Linked DNA regions of Gossypium hirsutum: all the other regions are linked to region 3. A link is a contact called in public Hi-C data. All regions are on one chromosome and are shown on one strand. Each heading gives the region's core, a stretch centred on a gene start, on an enhancer-like site or on the middle of the called end of the contact. The rest is flanking DNA. Distances are from core to core; before and after follow the strand shown. Region 1 holds the start of LOC107948871 (protein SLOW GREEN 1, chloroplastic). Region 2 has its middle 10 kb from the start of LOC121228731. Region 3 holds the start of LOC107948874 (diaminopimelate epimerase, chloroplastic).

The links. Hi-C and Micro-C count contacts between places; a contact is called where the count stands out from the background.
Region 1: a contact with region 3 is called in a Hi-C map of leaf, with 3 times the contacts expected there. The contact joins the promoter of LOC107948871 here to the promoter of LOC107948874 in region 3. A contact is called at or near these places in 5 of 34 Hi-C or Micro-C datasets (callus, hypocotyl and leaf).
Region 2: a contact with region 3 is called in a Hi-C map of leaf, with 2.1 times the contacts expected there. The contact joins the enhancer-like site here to the promoter of LOC107948874 in region 3. A contact is called at or near these places in 2 of 34 Hi-C or Micro-C datasets (hypocotyl and leaf).

What each region holds. Positions count from the first base shown.
Region 1 is chrA04:70,014,779-70,018,500 of Gossypium_hirsutum_v2.1, forward strand. It overlaps LOC107948871 (protein SLOW GREEN 1, chloroplastic), which reads right to left and starts at 2,144. Exons shown (of 1, transcript XM_016883526.2): 1 at 539-2,144. The coding sequence starts at 1,763. The coding sequence ends at 768.
Region 2 is chrA04:70,321,438-70,325,449 of Gossypium_hirsutum_v2.1, forward strand. No RefSeq gene overlaps it. Among protein-coding and RNA genes, the nearest start is that of LOC121228731, 10 kb to the right of the region's middle. Within about 2 kb of position 1,279, at least 2 of the 9 cell types and tissues checked have an H3K27ac peak or open chromatin away from gene starts, as enhancers often do. A contact at or near this core is called in leaf, where this site is marked.
Region 3 is chrA04:70,151,632-70,155,663 of Gossypium_hirsutum_v2.1, forward strand. LOC107948874 (diaminopimelate epimerase, chloroplastic) reads left to right here and starts at 2,166. Exons shown (of 9, transcript XM_016883530.2): 1 at 2,166-2,744; 2 at 2,827-2,994; 3 at 3,419-3,489; 4 at 3,667-3,724; 5 at 3,806-3,985. The coding sequence starts at 2,355.

The DNA of each region.
Region 1 (3,722 bases), core at 894-3,393, 140 kb before region 3:
TATCTTACTTAGCAAAATATTGACTCCCAATACACAAGCACAGGTTAAACTGCCAGCCTCTCATTAAGAACTCCATTCAAAGATATCAGCATGCATCTTATATCCTTCATTAGCCACTGCAAGTTTTACAAATTACTCTTATATAAGAAACGTCACATAGCATTTCCTAGGTTAGGAATAGGATATATTGGTAGGATTGTTCATGAACCACGGCTTCATCACTTCATTTACAACCATAAGTACCACAATGACTAATCAACCATTGTATTATGGCTATGTAACACAATGCATTGGTATCACTATTTCACCACAATTAATCTAAAAGGTAACAGCAATGTAATTTTCACAATCAGGGTAAGCTGCCAACAAATTCAGAGGTACTTCAAAGTCATCACTTTAACAACGCCAGAAATTCAAGGATCGATAGCAATAGCAAGTTTTCCCATTTTTAATTATTATTCAAGATTATACTGTTGTTTTTAATGGTAATCACCGGTGACGAAGAAACATTTATATACATGTTTGTATAACAAATAGATAGGATAACAGGAGCTTGAAGTTAACTTCCATAATAGATAAGCTTAGCTCAACTAAGCAATGTTTAACTTTATACTAAACCCAAAAAAACTTATGTAATGCAACATTGAATAAAACGGTAGGAAAAATAAGAGAAATAAAAGGAAATTAAAAGGAAAAAAAAAACAAAAAGGGACCTCTTTGTAAGAACATGAATCTTCATCTCCGAAAATGAATAAACCCCTAGACACTCAACGCTTCACTGCACCTTCCCTTTCGGCTTTTTCGGCGAAAAGCCTAGTGGCGATCATGTTATCAACAAAGTACTCCCTGTAAGGGTGATTCTTAGGAACAAGTTTCCTGAACTTTTCAAACTGTTTCTCAGCTTCAGCTTTCTTCTTCAGTAACGTGTAGATAATCCCCATACACAAATATGGCCTAAAATCCTTTGGTTCCTCCTTAACCAAACCTTCATAAACCTTCAAAGCTTCTGAATGTCTCCCTTCAATGACCCGAATTTGAGCGATTAATAGCTTGAAATCCCTGAAATCTTTATTCTTCTTCTCTTTCTTGCACTTCTCCATTGCCCCTTCAATTCTTTTTTCCAGTTCTTTCAATTTCTGACCCGAATCCGAATAAGCCATTACAAGGCCGTGAAAAGCTTCCACCCGATCTGGGTCTTTAGCCAATATTTCTTCGAACTCCTTCTTGGCTAGCTCGAAATTGCCAGCGTAGCTATGAATTTGGGCTCTTAACATGGGCCATTCCGGGTCTTGGGGTTCGAGACGAATCAAACGCTCGATAACATCGATAGCTTGCTGCAGTTTCTTTAATTTGATCCGGACCTCCATCAGAGACCGCAGCGTTTCAACGTCATTCGGAGTCTTCCCTAATTTTTGTACCAGGGTTTTCTCTTGCTCTTCTAAGGAGACCATCGATTCCCTCGTGGCGGTCTCCACGATGGGTGTCGTCACGGCGGCGAGAGCGGGTTTCTGGTAGAAGCGGGCGAAGAAAAGCGCGGCAGCAGCGGTGACGGTAATGCAGGTGGTTTTAAGGAGCGAAGGCGAAGGCTTTGGGGGTTCAAAGAAGGGAGTGGAGGAAGAGGAAGCCCTGATGGAGGATAATTTGAACGAAGACGAAGCCCTGAATGAAAGAGAGAAGATGGGTTTATGGAAATAGGGACGGTGGTGAATGAAAGAGAGGTGGAGAGGTTGGTGACGGCAGTGTAACGTAGCAAAAGACTCCATGGCTACAGAGACAGAAAAAAGAGAGGTTTTCTTTGGTATATTGGTCCCTAAAACCCAGGCAGAAGATGATAACGAAATGGAAAGAGGGAGAACGCGAAAAGTTCAAAATCAAAACCCCTTCGAGCAACGAAGAAAGAGGATCCCAAAATGTGCGGTCTTTGAAACCCAAATTTGATGCTTTGTCAAACTTAGCTAATTTGAAGCCCCTCACCCAAAGAGCCCAATCCACCAAATGCCATCGCCTCTTTTATCCGAATCACCTTTCTCGTCCGTCCTCTCTCATCTCAATCAAATCCCTTTTAATATTTATGAAACTACTTACTTCCATCTCAAACCTACTTACTTCCATCTCAAAAAAGTAACTACTGCTGTCGCTCATCCTTCTTATTGTAAGCCAAACCCAAGAGAAGAATTTTTTATTTACTCAAAGCAAAGCATCTTTCTGACTTTCACCTAGAGGTGTGCATGGGCAAGGCCGGACCAGATTCGGGCTGGGCCCAACTAAAAATTTAGGCCCTTTTGCTAGCTCCAAGTTTGGCCCAAAAAATAAGCCTAAAATTTTGTCTAAGCCCGGCCCGAATAAAAATATTAAAACCCGAGCTCGACTCGGCCCGCCTATATTAATTTTTATATTTTTTTATATAATTTTAATATATATATAAACCATCAAAAATACTAAAAAATCAAAATAAATATTTCTCAACAAATTGAAAATAAATTTTAAAAAATATGTATACTTAAATAACACTAAAATAGATGCAATTTAACAAGCAAATGCCTCTAAAATAATAACAAAATTAGCAAATGTCGTTAAAATAATAATAAAAATTAATAATAGAATAAGTTTTATATAATATTCAAACAATAACAACAAAATAGTAGCAACATAATAGTAAAATAGTAATAAAATAGGGAGAAAATAATAAGAAAATAATATTAAAAAATTAAATTTTTTTAGTGAATTCGGGCAGGGCCGGGCCAGGCTCCGGCCAAAAATGTCTTACCCGAGGCCTGGCTCGTTTTTTAAACGGGCCTTATTTTTTTGCCCAAGCCCATTTTTCGTGCCTATATTTTTTCCCAAACCCTCCCACATTTCGGGTGGGCCTTTAGGCCTGGCTTAGTAGCCCGGCCCATGTACACTTCACCCATTTGTTCTTATTATATTATAAAGCATATTCTTTTATGGTTACTTCACCTTTTAAATTTTAATCACTTTACTTTTAATTCCAATAATTTACTCTTTCTGAAATTAAGTTTAATCACTTTACTTTTAATTCCAATAATTTACTCTTTCTGAAATTAAGTCTACTCTATAATATTATTAATTACCTTTTGTTATATTTGAATATGTGCTATCGATTGAATTGAACTTTAATTTTAATCAAACAAGCAAAATGTACTAAGGGCTAATATATCATTAAAGTTGAAAAGTACTTTTGAAAAGTTTGACCGTATTTATCATTGTTGTCAAAAAGTGCTTTTGAAAATATAAAATGTCTATTTTAGAGATTATGTTGTAAAATAGAAGATTTAACAAAGAAGAGTAAAGGACGTAGTTGGTCACCCATCTTTCAGGACGTTTTTATTTTAATCACCCAATGTAACACCTGATTCGATCGTCGAGTCTGAATGTGAGACGCCACATTCATTGTCGAAGCAACTTAGACTAATTTTGTAAAGACCTAATTTCTAATGGTGCCAAAAATTACAGTCTTGAGACCCTATTTTCGTAAACCAAGGCCGTAAATATTAAATAAAAGTAATTACAAACTTATTATATAAGTGAATTGAATTTTGGATACATAATTTAGCCGAATTAGTGATCAATTAAGGTTTAAAGACTAAATTGTAAAGTCTAATCGTTATAGATTTTTAATTAGAAAATGGCTTAAGGTCTAAATAGCAATTAAATCATCTTCTTTTCAATGCTTCTAAATGACTGGTTCCTATGGAATATGT
Region 2 (4,012 bases), core at 29-2,528, 170 kb after region 3:
TAAAAATTACATATCTTCTTGTATTTGGCCATGGAAATTGGCTTATTTTGAAGTAGGCTATGACCTACAAATCTATGCATGTTTATGTTTACATGAGATGGCTTGGTTATAATTGGCAATGATTTATAAGAATGAGCCAACCTTAAATGCGTCAATGAGACATGGAAACCCTTAATACAAAAAGGGAATTAACCTAGCATGTATAAAACCGATGATATGAGGTTTACAGGCAATGAGGTTTATCAAGGTTATATGTAAGTGTATAACCTGGCCTTATTATGTATTAAGGTAACCTATAAGTGCGATTGGTTGGTAGAGGGTGGCCAAAGGCTTGGAAAATAAACTAATAAAGTCCACACGGGTAGACATATGGGTGTGTGTCTAGGCCATGTGTGACACACGGATCGCCCCCATGGGCGTGTGGTATGGCCGTGCGTTCCCTGCGCTTAAAATTTTAAGTTAGTTTCGAGCACGGGCTAGACACACGGGCATGTGTCTTGGCCGTATGCCCCTAAATGCATGCTGACGTCATAAACAGAGAGTTAAACAGGCTGAGGGCATGGGCGTGTCCCAAGCCACACGGGCGTGTGTGACCACACGGCCCCACCCATACGGGCGTGTGACTCACTAAAGTAAGAGAATTTATAAAGTTGCCCAAAGTTTATCGAATGTTCTCTGTTTTGTTCCGAACTGCCTCGAGATATGTTTTAGGCCTCGAAGGCCTGTATAAGGGACGGTATGCATGTGTTTGAAAACTTTTAAATTTTGGGCGAAATTTGGTGACCCAGTTTTGCATGTTGGTGAAAGTCTAAGTCCAGTAATACCTCGAACCCTGTCCCGACGTTAGATACGGGTGAGGGGTGTTACATACTATACCCTCTACCAAATGATAAATTTTAAATTTAACCCTTAAAAATGCATTTCAACCGTCATAAAATGCATACCTTAATTCCGTCCCCCTCCTCAAAAAAGTTTTTTTTGCTTCACCCTTATAACCTCTATCACTAAGGGGTTTGTGTAATGAAATAAAAAAGAAGAAGAAGAGATTAAGACAAAAAATCAATTTATTTTAGTGTTCTTTATCAATTCCAATGATGAATTCTAATTTTGCATCAAATAATTATATATAATTATATTATTTTGATTTGCATACTATCCATACCTTGAATTATTACAACCAAGTACCGTCTGCCACGAGGCTAGTTTATGATACCTGAAGCAGGCCAAGGTGACAATTTCCTCACGTATAAATCCATACAAGATCAATGAATGGTTTCCACATTTGGACTGTATACTATGCTCAAACCTAAACGGGCCTAGGTTAGTATATACAGAACACTTAGATTGAGATATTACTAAATGGGCTTAACTCAAAGTTACAAAATCTTACTTGTTAGTAGACATTTATGTCACCAAGACGAAATTTATTTTTTCTGTTCTTTTATTGAAAGTGTCAAAAATTAAGGGTTTAATTTTAAATAACACCATATATTATAAAAATCTCATAATTAAAAAAGAAAGGGGGAAAGGATGGGTGACTGGTTTGAAAATGAAAGGGTCTTGTAAACCAGTAATTATGGTAGTGAAAAAATGTTGGTCCAAAAACTAGTGAATTACTCTTAATCATCACTAAAGCTACTTGACTTTAGTCTGCATATATATTGAAAAGATTTCATGTCAAGCTGACGGCATCTAACCAATTAAATATATATTATATTTATATTTAGACCTATATTTTGGTTCATGAAATCGAGCACCTAGTCCTCAAGCTTTTCATGAAGGCACAAAGTCATTTTTTTCCCCTTTTAATGAACTAAATTGGTTTTTATTGGTTCATATGCAAGCGTATGATCATCATCACTTTCTTAATTCCAAATTTAATTATGTTATACACCCCAAATTAATGATTGTTATAATATTTGCTACTTTTATCATACGGAGAACACATAATTATGAAAAATGTAAGAATAGAATATTTGGGTTTATATTGTTAGTGGTCAGAGCCTATTATATGATTTATGACTAAGCATTGAGTTGAATAATCATTGATAATCTTTTTTTGGGTGTAAACAATCCTAAATCTGTCTTTGAAAAGCTCAAGAAAATTACTTTACATAATATGCAAGCCAAGATATATATATATTTATATATAATTGTTATTTAGAAAACCCTTTGAATGAAAATGACAGGGCTTCCCATGGACTTCCCAAAATACACATTAAAACTATACTTTTTTGCCTAATTGCTATATTATTAGCTATGAATATTATCAGCCCCATGTCACTGAAATTGAACTATTTCCTTTATAATCGATGTCAATTGTCAATGATCACAAATTTAAAAAAATTTAATTCAGATATTTTTCAACCCAAAATTATTTACATGGAAAATAAGTAAAGACATCATGAAGTCAGGAATTATGTCATTAAATATATAAGCCATGTTTCCTGGAGGAAAATCATGCATCCAAAGGAGCAAACATCATAATTTTTTAAAAATATAATATGGTTTCATTATATGAACGGCATTGGTTAAATTTTGGTGTATGGAGAGCGATCCACCGTGGAATGATCAGCTGCCAAGCTGTACTGAAAGGAAAATATAATGGAAATGTATGAGCATTTCATTTTCAACATGCTAATGCCGGTCCAATTATATTGCTTAAAATCTTCACTTCATAACCCTGATGGTAACTGGGTTTCTTGTCTTGTACATTGCCAGGGAGCAACTTGACTGTGACACTTTGGCACTAATAATGTCCACTGCGATCTTTTTTTTATCAAAATATATTAATCTTAATTCTAAATTAATCTTGTTTTTGTAAGCTGAAATACTCATATAAGCTGAAATACTCATATTCAATAACTTATGCAGTTAATTAAAGCTAGTTAATTAGTGAGGTATGATATAATATTTTTGAAGGTAAAAGTATTACGGAAGTTCCTGTATTAAGAGTTAAATTATATTTTGTCTTTTTATTTAAAAATAAATAAATTAGTTCATATATGTTAAATCAAAAAGTAAACCGGTCCTTTCTATTAATAATTTAATGCATTTATATTATTAAAGATTGGCGTGGTTAATGGAATAATCAAATAGTGACATGTAGTGTCCTATATGTACCTTATGTTGATGTATAGTGACTAGTTTTTAACAGTAAAAATTAATAATTTTTTTAACAAAATGATTAATTTATTCTTTAATCTAGCGTGCAAAAATTAATTTACTCATTTTTTAATAAAATAGACAAAATATAATTTAACTCTTAATAAGATAACTTTCATATAATTTTACCTATTTTTGCAATGAAAATAAATTTGAGGTGAAAACTAAATATGTTTATATTAATTTTGAGATAAAAATTTTCGGTGAGTACATTTATATTCATCAAATGATGAATGAATTGAGTTGACATTCGAATTTATCAAATATTTTCACTGATATCTTTGGGTTTCAGCATCTAAATATGAGCCATCTGTGGTGTCTTCAACCCTGCCCTCAAGTTTTTTTTGTTTTTTGTTTTGTTTTTTTTCTCTGACTATGACTTTGATACACATATAGTTTAGTTTGAATAATTAATTGGCACTGAAATCAAGAAATAAGATCTCTTCCTATGGGACTTGCTTTTTTGGGTCATTCAACGGTCTTTCTTGTTCATGTGAGTACCAATAATTGTCATCCATCTGGTATTCTTGTACATTTATCTATATGGTTACATTTGAGTTGATTCAATGGCACTTGTGATAAACCTGCCCAAACCTTTCTATAAAATTCGGATAAGATAAATTTTTATCCAACATTTAAGATAAAAAAATTTATAAAGTTTTAGTTTCAACTTATATTTTTATCTTTATGTAAAAAAATTATTATAATTTCATTTAATAACTTGTTAATCTCAAGTCAATCGCTAAAGTTTAAATCACGTTAGTTTTGAACACTATGCAATGATTTAATGATCAGAGTGTTCATCGTCCTAGGTGTAACCTAGATTCGAGTCACGTTAGTCGCATTT
Region 3 (4,032 bases), core at 916-3,415:
AACCATTCATTGTCGAAACTTCGCCTAAACCAAGGATTTCAAAACAATCAAACTCACATTACACACGAAAATAAAAGCAAAATAGAAAATCATCACTTTAAATGTGAAAACTCCAACAAGGTACGAATCTCAAAACGCAAATCTTACCACCCACCCTCGAAACTGCTCACGAATGAGTGATGGCACCAACCCTCGCCCAATTAAATTGAAAATAAAACAAAATCCTAACCTATCAGGTTTTCTCTTAGAGTTTAAATTTGACTAAATTTCTGATAGAATAAGCGGCACAACAAAGAGGAGCAAAAATATTTTTATTTCACACACAGAGGGATTTGAACAAAAAACCAAAGGGTAAGCTAAAACCTTACCACTGAACTAACAAGCTCATTTTTGTTAATATTTATGCAAGAATTAAATTTAATTTAGATGTTCAGAGTTAAAGATAAGGACAAAAGTAGCAAAAATTTCAAAGGGAGAGATTCAAACCCAGAACCTCACACATACAAGCAACACACTTAACCATTAAAACAGATCAATTTCCTTAGCAAAATTTTCACAACCTTAATTCAAAAAGCCAGACGTAACCACTATTGATTTCACTAACTCAGTTTCTTCTAACTCCATTTTTGGGATGTGACAGCATGATTTTAAATTTTCAATTATTGGACTACTAAGTTCTATATATTACATTGTAAATAGGCATTAAGTAATTGAATATACCAAATGATATAGAAAATATAGGGAAACGAGCATGGTAGTATGTATGATAAATAGTTGAAATTGTGATTGCTTGATCAATTAAATTTGTGAATACTGAGATACCTAGGGATGACCAAATGAATTGTTTGGTATAAACCCAAAGCCAAAAAGCTAACCATATTTATTAATCCTTAGTACCTATTTTGAGTTGGAAAACACTTCTTGATGAATCTTCATGCAAAACCCAAGCTAAAACTATTAATTTGTACTTACCCTTTTTGCTTAGTCTTGAATTGCATGAATTTAGACGTCTGGTCATATGTATTGAGGGTTAAGTAGATACATCATGGCGAATTTTGTAAAATCAAAGTGAAGTAAAAAGAAGCAGTATGATATAGTGATTATAGGTTAGCCAATATATGCAAAAGAAATAAGAAAGAAAATCAATACGAGTAGAAAAGTACTTGAAAAACAAAGGCATTGTCAGTAAGGTGTATTGAAAAATGTCAAAGGTGACAAAGTTACAAAAGTAGAAAACTCAGTCATTAGTGCACAAAAACTCGTGAGCTAGTCGAAGTTGCTTTATTATATTGTAACTTCCTATGTGGAGAAATAAGAAAGGTAAGAGAATGTGAAATAAGGCGGTGAGCGGGCAAAGGTTTTTTTGATGTGTCAAACTCTTTTCGTGCTTGAAACTATCTTGATGCTTCCTGTTCTTGAATTCTATACTTGTCTTAAGCCTCAAAACGTTACAATTTGAAAAGTTCTATGTGACTTAGGTAAACTTATTCATGAATTGATATTGTATTAAGTAATTACAAGAACGACTATTTCTATTCTACTAGGATAATCAAATTACCTATATGGTTTATTGATGGATTTATATAATTGAAAACCTTAATGCTTGTATACTTTGTAATATACTGAATTTAGGTGTTTGATACTGAAAGTGGTAAGCCATTTATATATCATGCCAGAATTATATGTAGTTATGAACATCTTTTATTTTATTTTGTATGTAGTTTTCCTTGCTTGAGCACAAGCAATGATGTGGGGGAGTTCCCATAAATAAAACAAGTTATTTTATTTGAGAGTATTTTAGTTTTTTTCATTTTAACAAAAAATAATAAAAATATGCATATAGTGATATTTAAATTTGTGCTAATTGTATAGATAAAACATTAAATTTACAACTCAATCAAAACTTTATTTTGATATATTTTTACATTTTTAACTTAATATGCATAATTTATTATCTCTATTAGTTGATATATATCCATAAAATGTTATTAATTGTGTTGATATCACAAGTTAATTTAACACTAACTCATAATTAAAAATAACATCATGTACTAATATATTTAATTTTTAAATTTTATTTTACTACAATTTAATATGATATTTTTATTTTAATATCGTAAATATACAGTGGTGTGGGATAACATTTCTAGCAAGAGAGAGTTTCAACTCTAAAGAATTAGAGTTGGAACTAGTACACATAGATCTACAAGCTTGTGCTGAGCTCAACCCGAAGTATCGTATACAATATGTTATCTCAATAATCTTCTCATTATCATGAAATCTGATCAAATCTCTTCATAGACAAACGGGTTACACGATTCACAATCCGCGTAGGATCCCACCACCTCTTTTACATGACAAAGACAAAAATGAAAAATCAGTTGCCCTTTCCAATTTTTGACTGCAAAAACGCCACCGCAACACTAAAAACCCGCCGTCTCAAATCAAACGAAGAAACCAAAAGCTTCATGGCCATCGCCGCCGCCATTTTCCTCTCCCTCCCGCCACAAATTCGCCGTTCACCCGCCTCCATCGCCGCCCCTTTTCGATCAACTTCTTCTCTTCATTTCGATTCTTTTCGTTCCAACTTTTCTTCTCTTAAAAACCCTAACCTTCGAGTCTCTGCATCTTCCATGAGCATCGGAACTCCAGAGAAAATCTCCACGACGTCGTTCCTTGACCGAAGGGAAAGTGGATTTCTTCACTTCGTTAAGTACCACGGCCTTGGGAACGATTTCATTTTGGTAATTTCTCCAGTTCATTTATATTTAGCTGGGAAAAATGTAGCACAAATTGCCTTAGCTGAATTCTTGTTTATTGCCGTAGGTTGATAACAGGGACTCGACGGAACCGAGGATTACGCCGGAGCAAGCGGTGAAGTTGTGCGATAGGAACTTCGGTATCGGAGCTGATGGAGTGATTTTTGCGATGCCGGGAGTCAACGGTACCGATTATACTATGCGAATCTTCAACTCCGATGGCAGCGAGCCCGAGGTAATCAGCTTTTTCTTGCGCAAAAGTTGCTAAAAGACGTATATATTAGTAAATATATTTGATTCAAACTGAAACCAAACTTTCAGTATAAATACAAGTTAAAACTTAACTATTCTGTATAAAAATAATTTCATGCCTTAACACAATTCTTATTTATGTTTTTAATTGTTTAAATTCATTTAGCAATGAATCTACCTTTTTTATTTTGTATCCAAATGCTTATTTATTTGCCTTTTCTATCAAAGCTAAACGTCTGTTAGTGAAAGTGATAACTAAATGGGGACTTAGTGTGTCACTTTGATTCTTTGTTTCTCTGGTTGAATCACTGAAATTGAATATTGAGTGGTTTCTTGGATCAATTATGTGTTTTTTACATAAAAATAGAATTTTGGCTTTATTTTTTAATTAATATTTTTTCTTCTAGATGTGTGGGAATGGGGTAAGGTGCTTTGCGAGATTCATTGCCGAACTTGAGAATTTACACGGGAAGCAAAGGTACAGTTAATGGCGTGTACTTCTATGTTCCCAACAGTCATAATGTTGCCTTGTGTATATGTTTGAAGCAATGTTTTATTCTCTTTGTCCCTAAATGCGGCTTCATTGTTAAAAAGTCAGTTTGAAGTTTTATGCTGAAATGTCTTTGGGGTTTCATTCTCTTCTAATTTTATGCAGTTTTACTGTGCATACTGGTGCGGGATTAATTGTTCCCGAAATTCAAGAAGACGGAAAGGTATTTTATTTGGAATCCTATATGTTACAGTACTCCATCTATGGTGCTTAATGCATCTGACATGGAGCTGCATGATCTCAGGTTAAAGTTGATATGGGTGAACCAATTCTTAAAGCATCAGATGTTCCTACAAAGTTACCAGCAAATAAAGATCAAGCTGCTGTTAAAGCAGATATCAATGTAGATGGAGTAACTTGGAATGTGACTTGTGTTAGCATGGGAAATCCGCATTGTGTGACTTTTGGCAACAGACAAAGCCAGGTTTGTATTTTGGGTGATGATTGATGAGAAGATTAGTCGGGATGTTA